Linked DNA regions of Sus scrofa: region 1 is linked to region 2. A link is a contact called in public Hi-C data. All regions are on one chromosome and are shown on one strand. Each heading gives the region's core, a stretch centred on a gene start, on an enhancer-like site or on the middle of the called end of the contact. The rest is flanking DNA. Distances are from core to core; before and after follow the strand shown. Region 1 overlaps SLC39A8 (zinc transporter ZIP8). Region 2 has its middle 34 kb from the start of SLC39A8.

Region 1 (7,451 bases), core at 1,523-4,022, 94 kb before region 2:
TTATTATGTCACATAGATCATTTTACCTAACAAAGTTACAGATGAACACAGCATTATTACAAGGAAGAAAAACAAAAACTAAGAGAAAAGTGTGCAAGACTCAAGATGTCTCGTGATGGCCCTTTAATACATTCAGGAGCATACTGATCATTGGAGAAAATGGGAATGAGTATATCTACAAAAAAAAAAAAAGAGAGAGAGAGAGAGAGAGAGCTTTAGCAAACTGAGAGGGTACAGTAACTTATTAAAAAGAAAAAAAGAAAACTTTTAACAAGGATGCTTGAAAAAAGCTATTGAGCTTTCAACTACTGGAGTTCAAAGTGTGTGAAAGTCAGGAGATTAATTAGCCAGAAGGTAAAATTTACCATGAAAAGTATGGAATTTGAGTTAACAGGCTTATATGAATCAGACAATTAACTGGGTATAGGAAGAAAGGAATCTTTAAGATGTAAACAAGGAGTTACTGTTATGGCTCACTGGGTTAAGAATCCCACATAGTGTCTGAAAGATTCGGGTTTGATCTCTGGCCTCGCTCAGTGGATTAAGGATATGGCATTTGCCACAAGCTGAGCATAGGTCACAGATGTGGCTCAGTTCCATCGCAGTATTGAGATGGCTGTGCCGTAGGCCTCAGCTGCAGCTCTGCCCTAGCCTGGCAACTTCCATATGCCACAGGTCCTGCAGTAAAAAGATAAAAAAAAAAAAAAAAAAAAGCATGTAAAGTCATATCTTGGAGTTCCTGCCATGGTGCAGTGGGTTAAGAATCCAACTGCAGCAGCTCAAGTCACTGTGGATACATGGGTTTGATCCCGCCCCAGGGCAATGGGTTAAAGGATCCAGCATTACTGAAGCTGTGGTATAGGACGCAGCTGTGGCTCATATTTAACCCCTGGCCTGAGAACTGCCATATGCTGCAGGTGAAGCCATTTAAAAAAAATATATATGTAAAATAATATCTTGCATATTCAGCATCTCACAGTTTACAAAGCACTTCCATATATTAGAGTCTTCATTTTCTTTTGACCTTTACAACATCCTCATGAGTAAAACAGAATAGATATTGGTATCCTAATTTTAGAGATGAGGAGAATGACAATCCAAGCATATAAATAACTTGCTCAGTGTCACACAGGAGGTGTTAGGATTAGGCTCCTTAATTATTTACTGAACACCTATTTTATAGCAGGCAGGGACTGAGCTGAGAATAGAGGACAGAAATATAAAGAAAAGAAACTCTATGTTGGTGGAATTCACCATCCAAAAGGAACACACAAGATTCAAATTTCAGCCAAATATCCAGGGAGCTATGGAGGATACACAGATCCAGAAACCAAGGGGTGAGGTTAGGGTGGCCCATCTCATGTTGACACCTAATAATCCACTTTAGGAATACTTGCTTGCTGTCTCCAAGATGTTAGACTTGGTGGATTTGAAGGTCCTAATGTCCAAAGGAGTAATTCTTCCACAAGGAAAGATATCATTTTCTGATTCATTGGAAGTAGAGGGTAATCCCTGGAAACTTGGGGGTCTTTATGTCCCTAAACCATCAACTGGAAGAGACCTCGCCAATCCAGGTGACACAAGACAGTGAGGTAACCAGAGAATGCCGAGTGGAATGAGGCAGCTGTAACTACCACTCGGGCCTTATAACCAGCCACAGAAGGAAGGAGCAGCTCTAACTTACATTCCTGTTCCTCAGTTGCCCCTTTTCTCCCGTTCCCCTTCCCCCAGTATTTTAAAAGGAGAATACTGGTGCTGGCCACCACGTTCGATTCAGGCTGTGATATGACTGAGCTGATAGCGCACAGGGGTGACATGATTGCTGGCAGGACTATGTGCATCCCCTGTGTCGGGGACATGCACATCCAACCCTGATGGAGAAGAGTGGAGGCTGACAGGGGGAACAAACGAGAGGCGGTGGAATATACCAGGGAGCCTTCATTTCTCCGTTCAGATCCAACCGTTTTCCCAGCTCTCTGCTCCGATCTGTATGAACCCCATCAAAGGGCTCCCATGCTCCTGGCTTCTAGTTGGTCCCAAACAAACTGTTCTAACATAAAACTGGAAAGAAGACAAGAGGAGACCAGAGTATTTATCCCTCAGGCTCCCTCTCTGAGGGGCAATTTTAGGCTGGGCTATGTCCTTCATTGAAGATCACTGCCCCACTGAACAGTGGCTTTCTGTACAAGACTAGCTCCCTCCCATTCTAGTAACTTCTTCCTTTCCCATTCCCTCTGGATGTAAGACTGCTAACAATTTCCACTATTTCAAGCTCCAGGTTTACTGCATTTCCCCCTGGGGTTCCACCTACACTTTGCCCACACTATGGAAAATTGCCCCTTTTCTATTTATTATTTATCCTTACTTGAAAGTGTCACCTCTTTCTGAAAAGGACATGATGGATCCAAAGTCAGATACTCATAGACTCGAAATATACTATTAAATATATTTTAATGGAAACACTTAGAAAAAGGTTTGAGCAGACACGAAGATGTAAAGAGTTAAAGGCACTAAACAAATATAAAATGTTGATGGGCTTTGCTTTTATGACTCTATTTTCTAGCGATTTCAATGGACTTTATAGCTGGTGGCTTCTTTATCCTTCCTCTGGCCCTGAAAAGTCAGTCTCAGCTCACTCTAACCAAAATCAAACTTCATATGAGAAAAGAGAAATTAATTTTATCTTCAATATATATAACCAAATATAATTCAAATGTGCTTAGTCTCTAGTCATTTGGTTTCAGGAAAACCTCATAACTATTTTCATAACCCTTTGCCAGTGAAAATAACCATTAACAAGAAAATAACAATTTCCAGAAACCGTGAAAATTGTTTCCTTTCCCTCCATCCCTTCTGTGAAATGTGAGTGAAGTTGTTTTTAGCTCTTTAAGAGTTGAAATCACTGGCTTTCATTTTCAGTTTGGGGCCATATCATTTTACTGTTTTGAAAAAAATAATTCAGGAGAAATCTGAAAGGGTTTTCAGGAAATTACGCTGCTATTTTCCTAATGAAACTTCAAGTGTATACTAATTAAGTGTTTACAGTTATCCTAATGGACCGTTTGTGCCATCCTAAAAGGGTGCCTACTGTTACTACAGACGAGGAGGGCATTAAGGCTCTGCTACATTTGGGAAGCAGGACATCATTTCTTTAAAAAGCCTGGGTCATGACCTCCCCAGCCCACACAACTCTCACTGCTACTGAAACGTCACAAAGGGAGTCAGAAGGCGCCAGGAAATTGGTTAAGTTCTAACATAAGTTGGAGAAATCTGTTGCTGGGCTCCTGAAAAACAAGTGATCCCCCCCCCCCCAATGCAGGGACATCTACATTGCTCAGCATCAAGTCTTCCAGAATAATTCAGGGGAGGGAACAGGGGTAGGGTTGGGTGCGGAAGAGGAGCCAACCCCGCAGCAGCGGCCTGGGGTGTAATTACCATTTGACATGAATTGTGTGAAAAGAACAGAAATATGGAAGATGCCACCCAATGTCCTACAAAGGACGTTTGCAGCCCTGCAAGAGACAAGGACAAGCTCTCTGACTGGCAGAGATCTAGAAACACAAGCCTCTTAGGAGCAAGATGATTGAGAGAGAGTGATGAGGCCTAGGGTGACAGATGACAAGGGGGACGAGATCAAATGCCAAGCGCGGTCACCACAACAGAAGAGCCCGTTAGGACCACAGTCAGAGAGTTAAGAAATAGGCAGTCTGCCGGTAGAGAAGAAAGTGAGCAACAGAGGGTTAGAAGAAACGCTGTTCTCTGAGGAGGCAACCAGTCCTGGGTCTCTATTGCAAGAGTTGAGAAAAACGGAGGCCATCTCTACTTTGAGGGTGGAGAGGGAGGGGTGAGAACTACACAGGAGAAAGGGGTACCAGGGCCTCATTCTTCCTTAAAGATGTAAACATGATACTCTGAAGATCTGCTACCAGGTTAAGGACATAAATGTGATAGAGGGGGACTGAGCATGAAAGACACAGGATATCCTCAGAGAGCATAGGAGAGTAATCCTGATGAGAGTAGTGGTAAAGTCATTAGCAGTACAAGTCATTCAATCTTCACAATAACCCTAGGTGGTGAGTAGCCCATTTTACAGATGAAGAAACTGAGGTATAAAGAGGTAAATTAAGTAACTGTCCAAAGTCACACCTCTAGAAAGAAGCAGACACAGGATTTAAATGCCTGTGCCAAACAAGCTATGCCTATGATCACTAGGAAACAAGGGGTTTTATTTTCTCCTCTTTCACTCCTGTTCATCCAGCATCTAGCACTGCAGGCACTCTGAATACATGAATGTACAGTAATAGTAAAAGTACATTTTCTCTCATGACAGGTTCACAAATCATTGTCACATGAAGCATCTATTCCAATCTTTCCAAAGAGCAAACATGTGGGCATTTACACAATGTGGGAGACATGTGCATAGAAAAATGGTCATTAATCAGTTCCAAATTGGTTGGTCTACATTAAAAAAAAAAAAAATCCTCTGAAAGTGCAGAAGTGTTTTTGTTGTTTTCTCACCGATTCTTTAAAGTTAAGGAGCCAAATCAAAAGCTCCTGAAGGACAAGGAATTTTTTTTTTTCATTTCAGCCCAGAGTTTAATATAGTAGGTGTTCAATAACTATTTCTTTTAAAAAATCATGGGAGCGGGGACTTGCGTGCTGAACTGGATGGAGCAGAGGGATGCCAAATCCCATTCTGGTCAGCAGGTGGCAGTGTGCCCACCTCCATCCCAGCCACCCCCAAAAGGCAGAGGAGTTTTATCAGCAGCCATCTTGTATCTACCTTGAGGAGACTTACACATTTTCCAGAAGACTGTTGGAGGAAGAGGGCATAAAAATCAGAATAGTAGCAACAAAGGCAACTAATGCTGTTGAATGCTTAGCATTTTCAAGGTATCCTCCTAAATGCTGTGAGCTGAGTAACTAACAACTAATCACAGACCAGGTAATGCAGGTACTAGAGGTAGAGGCTTGACCAAAACCACAAAGGTTAGAGATGGACAAGCCATTGAAACCAGATGATTTGACTCCTAAGCCCATGCAACAAAAGGCAGAGAAGACTTCTCAAAAGGCCTAAGTTCTTTCAGATAAGAAATTCTGAGTTCAGTCGTTTATTGCTATAATAACGGGTTATTTTATTGTGTTTGCCAGTCTCCATCCTGGAAGGTGCCAGTGATTCAAGTACCTCTGGTTTTGAGTGGATTACACTAAGCTGAAGTTCTGGGGTTCACTAACACTTCAGACACACTTAAAATAATACCCCTGATCACTGAGGGGGAAAAATACCATCCATAGGCTTTCAAATCTACTCCATATAATCCATTGTTTACAGACCACCATACAGTTTGAAAAAATCCTTGTTCTTTGACTGTCCCTTCCTGAGTTTTTTACATTTAATAAAATGTAATTTTAGAACCAGAGGCTTACCTAAGAGTATCAATACTTATTTAAATGTTAGGATATAGTAACACTTTGAAGAAAGAGTTCTATCCAGAATTTTCTCCCATGTCACTTTATACCAGCACTCACTGTGCCCCAGCTACCCTGGCCTTCTTTCAATTCTTAAAACCCATCAAACTCTTTCTCACCCTGAGACTTTGCACTGGCTATTTCTACAGTCACGACCTTCTCTCTGATCTTTGCATAGATAGCTGCTTCCTGCAGTTCTGATTTAGCTTAAATATGTCTCTGACCACTAAACTGAAGTAGCCACCTGGACATCATCCCATCACCATAGATCAATTCCCTGCACAGCATCTGAGACCCTATCATGTTGGGCTATGTGCCCACCAGAACAAAGAGTGCCAGAGATCAGAAGCATTTTCTGTCTAACTTGCCACAGTATCTCCAGGGTACAGAAGAGAGACTGGCACAGGGCAGGTGATCACAGGGTCCACGACAAGGGAATGAATGACAGAATGAAAACCTGAACAGCATCCTCCTGCCCTTTAACATAGTTCTACTGACTTGACCTATAGAACAAGGTGTCATTCAGAACATGAAATGTTACCACAAAATAAGGCTCAATATAAGACTGCCATTGTTGTGGTGGTGGTGTTTTGTTTTGGCCATACCCACAGCATGAAGAAGTTCCCTGGCCAGGGATTGAACCTGTACCACAGGAGTGACCCGAGCTATAGAAGTGACAACGCTGAAAGCCTTAACCAGCTGAGCCACCAGGGAACTCTGTCATTGCTGTTTAAATATATAAGTTGCATGACTGAAATTTTGGTCAAAGTGATTAAAAACTACAAATGATCCAGGGAAATTTTCTGCAAAAGTGATGACCCCCCCAATAAAGGATTTTTGCAATTTTACTTTCCAAGTGTAAAACAATTTCTAGATTGGTTTTGCAGCCTAGAAAACTATCAGTAATCCCCAACTTCAGTTTTTCTGATATGTACTTTATAACCTAGTAATACAAGTAGATGAACTAAGCATAAAACCACAGACCTGCATAGTTTACTAAAACTTCAAAGATAATCTTTATTGATGCTTTCTTGGCTATTGATTTTTTTTTCTTTAATCTGCCTTCACTGAGTTGCTGTAAAGGTTTAATAAAGTCATGCTCATTAAACAACCTGAAATTCCTAAACAGAAGAAGATGCCACCAAATTTGTTCCTTTTTACTTTTGATGCTCTGATACCTAATAACAGAAATAAAACACACACACACACACAAAAAGCCTTTAAAAATAATTGAGCTCACACACTGTGTTCATTCATTTGATAACTCAAACTTACAACAGATCTGAATAAACTGGGCCACTGATCAACACAGTGAGCAAGTTAAAGACAGGAGAAAGTGACCACTTAACATCAATGAAAAATCACTAACTTAATGCACTGAGGTCCTCAGAAAGGGACTGAAATCTCCTATATAAAAAGAATGCATATGGTAAAATAAAATTTCACCACTCGATCAATGATCTGGCTTAACCTAATGGTATATTTATTAAGTGTGAACACTTATCAACAAGGACCTACTATATAGCACAGGGAACTCTACTCAATATTCTGTAATAACTTAGATAAAAAGAATGGGTATATATATATATATATATATATGAGTTCATATATATATATATATATATATATATATGAATCACTTTGTTGTACAACTGAAACTAATGCAACATGATAAATCAACTATACACCATGCTCCTGGATTGGAAGAATTGACATGGTTAATATGGTTAATTTGCTTCCCAAAGCAATCTACAGATTCAGTGCAATCCCCACCAAATTACCCATGACATTTTTCACAGAACTAGAACAAACAATCCAAAAATTTATACGGAACTGTAACTGACCCAGAATTACCACAGCAATGCTGAGGAACAAAAACCAGGCAGGGGGCATAACTCTCCCAGACTTAAGAAAATATCACAAAACTACAGTAATTAAGACAGTGTGGTACTGGTACAAAAACAGATATGGAGACCAATGGA
Region 2 (6,655 bases), core at 3,318-5,817:
TGAAGCAAAGCAACCTGGTTTTCTTCCTGATAAGCTGGGCACTCAACAAATTTTTTCATTCCCTTCTGCAGCAAGGTGTTAAGGAAGAAACTCTCTGACATCAATTAAACAGAAAATAAATTTAGCTATGCTTTTACTGTTTCACAGACTTAGAGCCTGTGATTTTAAGGGGAACATATTACTCTTTTGGTTTTAAGTAGCAGAAGCCCAATTCAAATTGCCTTAGACAAACAAAAGAATTTACTAGACCACACAACAGTGAAGTTCAAAGATGCAACATGGTTTCGAGCACAAACTGATCCAGGGCTTAAGGAGGTCATCAGGAAACTCCTCCTGTCTTGGCTACATTAATTGGCAGGCTTTTCCTAAACTGTAATCAAGCCCATCTTTGGACTTTATTTCCCATAGCAGTGCCAGGCTTACCTCCTACTAGTTTAACCGTTCCCACAAAGAGAATCTCCTTCCTGATAGCTCTACAAATGTCCCAGAGACTCCCTTTAGCCAGGCCGGAGCCCATGACCACCCCTGGAGCCAGGGTAGAGCTGCCTCCATATCTGGTGATGGACGAGTGAACTAACAGTGACAAAGGGTTGTCTCCCAAAGGAAGAAATTGCATATTGAGGAAGCAAAAATAATCTATCTCCACTGTAATATGGAAATTAAAATAAACCATTTTCTGGGGGTGTTGGTTTTTTATGGCCACACTCATGGCATATGGAAGTTCCCGGACAAGGGATTGAATCCAAGCCACAGCTGTGAACTGTGCCACAGCTGCGGCAACACTGGATCCTTTAACGCACTACCTCAAGCCAAGGATCGAACCTGTGCCTCTGTAGCATCCTGAGCCTCTGAAGGTGGGATTCTTAACCCACTGTACCATGGTAGGAACTCCTTTTTGTTTTGGGTTTTTGGGGGGCTGTTTGTTTTTCAATAAGCCATTTTCTAATGCACCAGAATGATCCGGTGAAGATAGAACCTTCCAGCAACTCAGATATCTTGACTTCTTATTTAGACTATGACTTCTGATTAATGATTTGACCTTTCCAATTAACTTATCGTCTCTGACTATCTATTGCATATATGTTTTTGTTTTTGTTTTTTGTCCTTTTGTCTTTTAGGGCCACATTTTCAGCATATGGAGGTTCCCAGGCTAGGGGTCCAATCAGAGCTGTAGCCACTGCCCTATGCCACAGCCACAGCAAGGCAGGATCTGAGCCACATTGAGACCTACACTACAGCTCATGGCAACACCAGATCCTTATCCCACTGAGTGAGGCCAGGGACCGAACCCACGTCCTCACGGATGCTAGTGGGGTTCAATAACCACTGAGCCACGCTGACGGGAACTCCCAATTGCATATGTGTTAAATGAGATAATTTAATTAAAATCTCTTTAACTTTTACTTCAGGCCTCAATGCAATGATTCTAAAATAATGTCTGTAAAGTTATGTGATCTATATCTTGAGTTTCCAAAAAGATAATGAGTATGCAAATGGCTTTTTAAAAAATATAATTAACATTGAAAATGTTCCTTCAGATTTGCTTCCTCCTTTCTTCTCTCTTTCCTTCCTACTTTGATGGCAGTCCAGTGGTGGCCATGAGGGTCCCAAGAGGACAAGAAAACATCCCAGCATAATTCAGAATCTAAATAAGAAGGGTGCCTAAGTGACTCAGGACCCATGCAAGGAGGTTGTCCAAATGGGGCAAAAACCTAGTGATGTCAGGAGATTAAGGATATTAGAGATTTTAAAAAGAAGTTAATATGATGAGAATAGTGACAGCAATATTTCTCAATGTCGGAGAAAAAAGTTACAAACACAGCAAGGAGAGAAACTAGAATATATCTTGTGGTGCTGAACTGGAATAGGAGGCATGATTGTGAACTCATGTTTTTCAGTATATGTAGATAGATACAGAAATAGAAATATAGACATGAATGAATATATACAGATGTATTTTTATCATTCTGTTCACTGAAGAGGTGTGGGGCATCAGTATCTCAACAGGAATAAGCACACTCATCGCCCAGAACTTTGGCTTCTGAATATCACTCTACACGAAACAGAACCAAGGCATCTGGAAAAAGTACCTATATTCCAGGATTTGAATAGGGAAAGAACAAAATGAGCCTAGCACATTCCAAAAAATGATAGGAAACATATCAAACAAACTCAGTAACCAGTTTGAAAAGGCTTTTACTGGCCAAATCTTAAACAATTTGAGTATCAAAATAAGTAAAAATGTTAACAAATTATCACCCATTTAATAAAATAAGGATCAAATAAATATATGACTAAATAAATAAGAGAAAAGAAACTTCTTGCTTAGAGTAGAAGCCCAACTAAAAAGTGTAGAATGAATTGCGAAATTAGAAAAATCACTATTTGGCCATCATCATGGTAATAGTAAACTTACGTAAATATTATGTGCTAAAGTTGATGAGTGAAGGTGGGATAAGGAGCAAAGTTTTACCTGGTTATAAGTTGTCTCCCCACAATTACTTATTAATTAAAATGAAAAAGCAACGTCACATAGTAAAACCAGGGAGGTACCTCTTGATAAAGTGACCAGCAGCGTTAACCCCACCAGTAATGGAACAATGAGCCAAGGTGTGTCACCTGATTAGATACAATGGGAATTCCTTGCAGTAGAATGACTGTTTTGCCTTATTTCTGCATTCAATGTTTCTGCACATGAATAGTATCAATTACAAAGTTATCCAAGTATCACTGAGCATTTTAGAATTAAAAAGAATGAAATTAATGAGTGACACTTTCACATGAATTTTCTTATTATAAAAGCAGCATATGGTTATTATAAAAAGTGAAGAAAATACAGATAAGCATAAAGAAGAAAACCATAATCATCAAATCTCTCTCCACCCCTCATTCCTCAGATTCTTAAATTGGAAGTTGCAACTAAAAGACCCAAGGTACAAACTCTAGCAGATATAGAATTGAATCATAAGACAGACCACCAAGATGTAAATTTGTACCAAAGGACGTACTCAAGAATTACCCATAAAGTGCTTGGCCTCCTTCCTGGATCAAAAAGAGTCCAGTCTAAGAGAAATGTGTGGGGAAGATTCCATTGGGGAGAACTCCTCAAACAAGAAGCCACAATGAGCCTAGGAGCCCTGACCTGCATCACTCAGTATATTTTCAGGCATGTTAAAGGCCCACAAGTAATCACAATCCATAATTAGACACCTAATTCCAAATCCCTGGATTTAGTACCTTCCTTAATTGAACAGCATGTCTGGGCCAGACTCAAAAATGGTAATAGCCTCACAGCAATAGCTGATCCAACCCTCACTATTTCATGAGTTCAGCCTCTATAATGTTTAATCGCCATGGAGGTTAAGTCATGTGCTGGTCTTGCATGGGATTTTGCTTTTGTTTGTTGTGTTTTATTTGTTTTTGATTCTGTTTTTGTTTTTGTAGTGGTGCACAATGTGGGGGGAAAGAGAAATACATGAGGCCAAGTTCCTTTCCTTAATTTAGCAGGACTGGCAGACCACTGACAGAGCTCGGGGCTGAGGCCCACATTAACGTGCTGGCAAACAGCAGAGAAATGTGTGTGGTATTTTGTGCTTTACAAAACTCAAATTTTGGGAGTTCCTGTAGTGGCTCAGTAGATTAAGGACCTGACATTGTCTCTGTGAAGATGTGGGTTCGGTCCCTGGCCTCATTTAGTGACTTAAGGATCTGGCTTTGCCCCAAGCTGCAGCGGAGTTTGCAGATTCCCCTCGGGTCCCATGTGGCTGTGTCTGTGGCATAGGCTGGCAGCTGCAGCTCTGATTCGACCCCTAGCCTGGGAACTTCCACATGCCACAAGTGCTACCCTAAAAAGAAAAAGAAAAAAACAAAAATTAAACTGTCACATTGGCTATCTTTGTCTGCTCATGCACTATTTTTTCCATTTGGAAAAAAAAAAAAAAAAGAAAAAAGAAAGGAGAATCAACATAGCGTCCTGCATGAAGCAGAGAAAGAAGTAACTTTCTTTGTTGAAAGCTTCTCCAGGAAGGCTCAGCTTCCAATTCACTCCCTAATATAAATTCCTGGCATGTATTTGCAGTCCATTTTACTACTCAACAGCCCACACCAGGGCTCATCATCTGCCTTGCTTTTTCTTGAACTATTGATGACTTTTTCTTTCTAGTTTGAAACTCAAGTTCAAAGTTCTTTTCAAAGAGAATATCAGTCAACACACAACCTCAGAATTATCAGAGCTAGACTGTTAGACAGATGTGGTCAAAGGCCTTTTGGAGATTAGATACACATCGTCATTATTGGGTTGCTAGGTCACCCCACTGACCCTGAGGAATCTTGCCTTGTAACCACATCCCTAGAAAGTGTGTCCTTTCCTCCTATCAAAAACCTTGTTCCAGCACAAGACTCTGGCCTTATGGTCAGATTTATGGTCCTCATGATAAAACCTTCATCTCACAGCAGGCTGTTGAGTCCTTGTCCTGCAACACTCAGCTGATTCTCAACTCCTGAACAAAGACGCTTTTCTATCAGCCACCTGCCTCCCTTTGAACCCCATGAAAGAGGCCCCTGGCCTGCCCCTTTATGTACTGGACATGGTGCCACAGTTTCCATTTTACATACATTTCTTCTCCTAACCCCCCAATTTTTAAGCCCCCCCATTTCTATCTATCTATCCATCTATAGATATAGATATTATATATACAGTACTGTACAATAAAAAATAGAACTCAGAGTTCCCATTGTGGTGGAGCAGAAACAAATCTGACAAGTCTCCATGAGGATGCAGGTTCAATCCCTGGCCTCGCTCAGTGGGCGGGGGATCCAGCATTGCTGTGAGCTGTGGTGTAGGTTGCAGATGTGGCTTGGATCCCGCGTTGCTGTGGCTGTGGCATAGGCTGGCAGCTGCAGCTCCAATTTGACCCCTAGCCTGGGAACTTCCATCTGCCATGGGTTTGGCCCTGAAAAGAAGAAGAATAAAAAAAAAAAAAAGAACTTCATTGTCCCTTAAATAAATGAAAAAGAAATGAGATGGAGCTGAACACCTTTTGCAAGATTGATTAATCATTGCATCCATCACCATCAGGGACATTTTATTAAGAACACCCCTATCTATCACACATGCATGTAAACACACACATACACACATCTTAAAGATGAAAATAATTTCGATATGGGCAGGATTTTAGCACTTGGAATTAAAGAAAAGGGAACTAACAGTTGAAAAGTACCTACTGTGTACCAACTTGACCAGGGGCATGTCACTCTTCGGTGCTCACGACAACACTATGAGATAGCAGCATTATCAAGGCCAGCAGAGTGGAACGTGTACAGCCTGGTGAGTTCAGGAAGTCTGCTGTGAATCTTTGCACACTTTCCAGATGCAATTTGTAAGCCAGTCGCCACAATAGTACTTTGCTTTTAGCTGCCTCTCAGTTCATCTCCATGGAGTCTCTCAAGCCACTTCTACTTTGCCTATATTTTAAATCCCCCCCCCCGGGTATGAATATGGATAAACATTACCTATTGAACAAAATATCACCCTAATAAAAAGAATGCCTGTAAGTCACTATTAAGCATGACAGATCATCCTTGAATAAAAGAGCATTTACTGAAAGGCTTAGGATAAAACCCTTTTTCTTTCCCTGCATAAACGGATTCGTTCTTGATAGATACTGCCTTTTTTTTTCTTCAACAACTTCAGTTTTGAGAAATAGATGTTTACTCGAATGGCCTGGACCATGTTCAGAACTTGTGCAAGCCTCAAAATACTTAGTTTATTTGGTACATGGAGCTTCCACTATTGCGTAATTGCCACACCCTTTTCAAATTCCTTGGAGACCAGCAAATCTGAAACCAATCAGAAGGTACTTAATTTATTGTGTTCAGTCCTAAGCGCCAAAAAAAAAAAAAAAAAAAAATTGCTTTTAACTTCCTGGAAAATTCAAACTCTCCTGTACTCTAGGCCAGGTCAACACAATAACCAACCCCCCACACACGTGTTTTACCAGCATCCACGGCCTGCCCACCCACTTTACCAGGCAGGTCTCCTGCTTCCTAGAAATCTACAAGTTGACTGTGACAGCCATCTCTTCAAAGCCCAAGAAGCACCGATAGTAGAAAAAATTTTTTTTACTGTATTTTTTTACTTTTTCACATTTTTTTCTTATAGTTCATTTACAATGCTGTGCAAATATCTGCTGTACAGCAAAGTGACCCTGCCATACATATATATAAATTCTTTTTCTCCTATCATACCCCATCGTGTCCTATCCCAAGAGATTGGATATGGTTCCCTGCGCTGTACAGTAGGACTTCATTGTCCATCCATTCTAAATGGAGTAATTTGCATCTACTAAAGATGGAACCATTCTGTGAAAATAATGTTCAGTGTCTCCCAAACAAATGTCGTTATATGTAAGTATCATATATTTTAAAAATCACATATCCTAAAAAACATGAAAAAAAGAATTCTTCCTTGATATTTCCATGTAGAGGGAATAATCCTTTTAGGATGGACTTCAAGCAATTTTGAGCACAGTTAAAATCATGACAGTATACACACTTTATTGAGTATCTACTATGTGTCATGTCCTTTAAATTTGCTTTGCATAAAATATTTATTCTCCCAATAGCTTTATGGAGTGTGTGCATTAAACTTATT

The links. A called contact is a pair of places that touch in the nucleus more often than the background predicts.
Region 1: a contact with region 2 is called in a Hi-C map of retroperitoneal adipose tissue, with 2.0 times the contacts expected there. The contact joins two enhancer-like sites. A contact is called at or near these places in 6 of 47 Hi-C or Micro-C datasets (alveolar macrophages, heart right ventricle, mesenteric adipose tissue and 3 more) and 1 of 2 datasets of contacts at active chromatin or transcription factors (alveolar macrophages).

The regions. Positions count from the first base shown.
Region 1 is chr8:118,659,637-118,667,087 of Sscrofa11.1, reverse strand. All of the region lies in intron 6 of SLC39A8 (zinc transporter ZIP8), which reads right to left. Among named protein-coding and RNA genes, the nearest start is that of SLC39A8, 59 kb to the right of the region's middle. Within about 2 kb of position 2,772, at least 4 of the 83 cell types and tissues checked have an H3K27ac peak or open chromatin away from gene starts, as enhancers often do. A contact at or near this core is called in omental adipose tissue and retroperitoneal adipose tissue, where this site is marked.
Region 2 is chr8:118,567,788-118,574,442 of Sscrofa11.1, reverse strand. No RefSeq gene overlaps it. Among named protein-coding and RNA genes, the nearest start is that of SLC39A8, 34 kb to the left of the region's middle. Within about 2 kb of position 4,567, at least 7 of the 83 cell types and tissues checked have an H3K27ac peak or open chromatin away from gene starts, as enhancers often do. A contact at or near this core is called in omental adipose tissue and retroperitoneal adipose tissue, where this site is marked.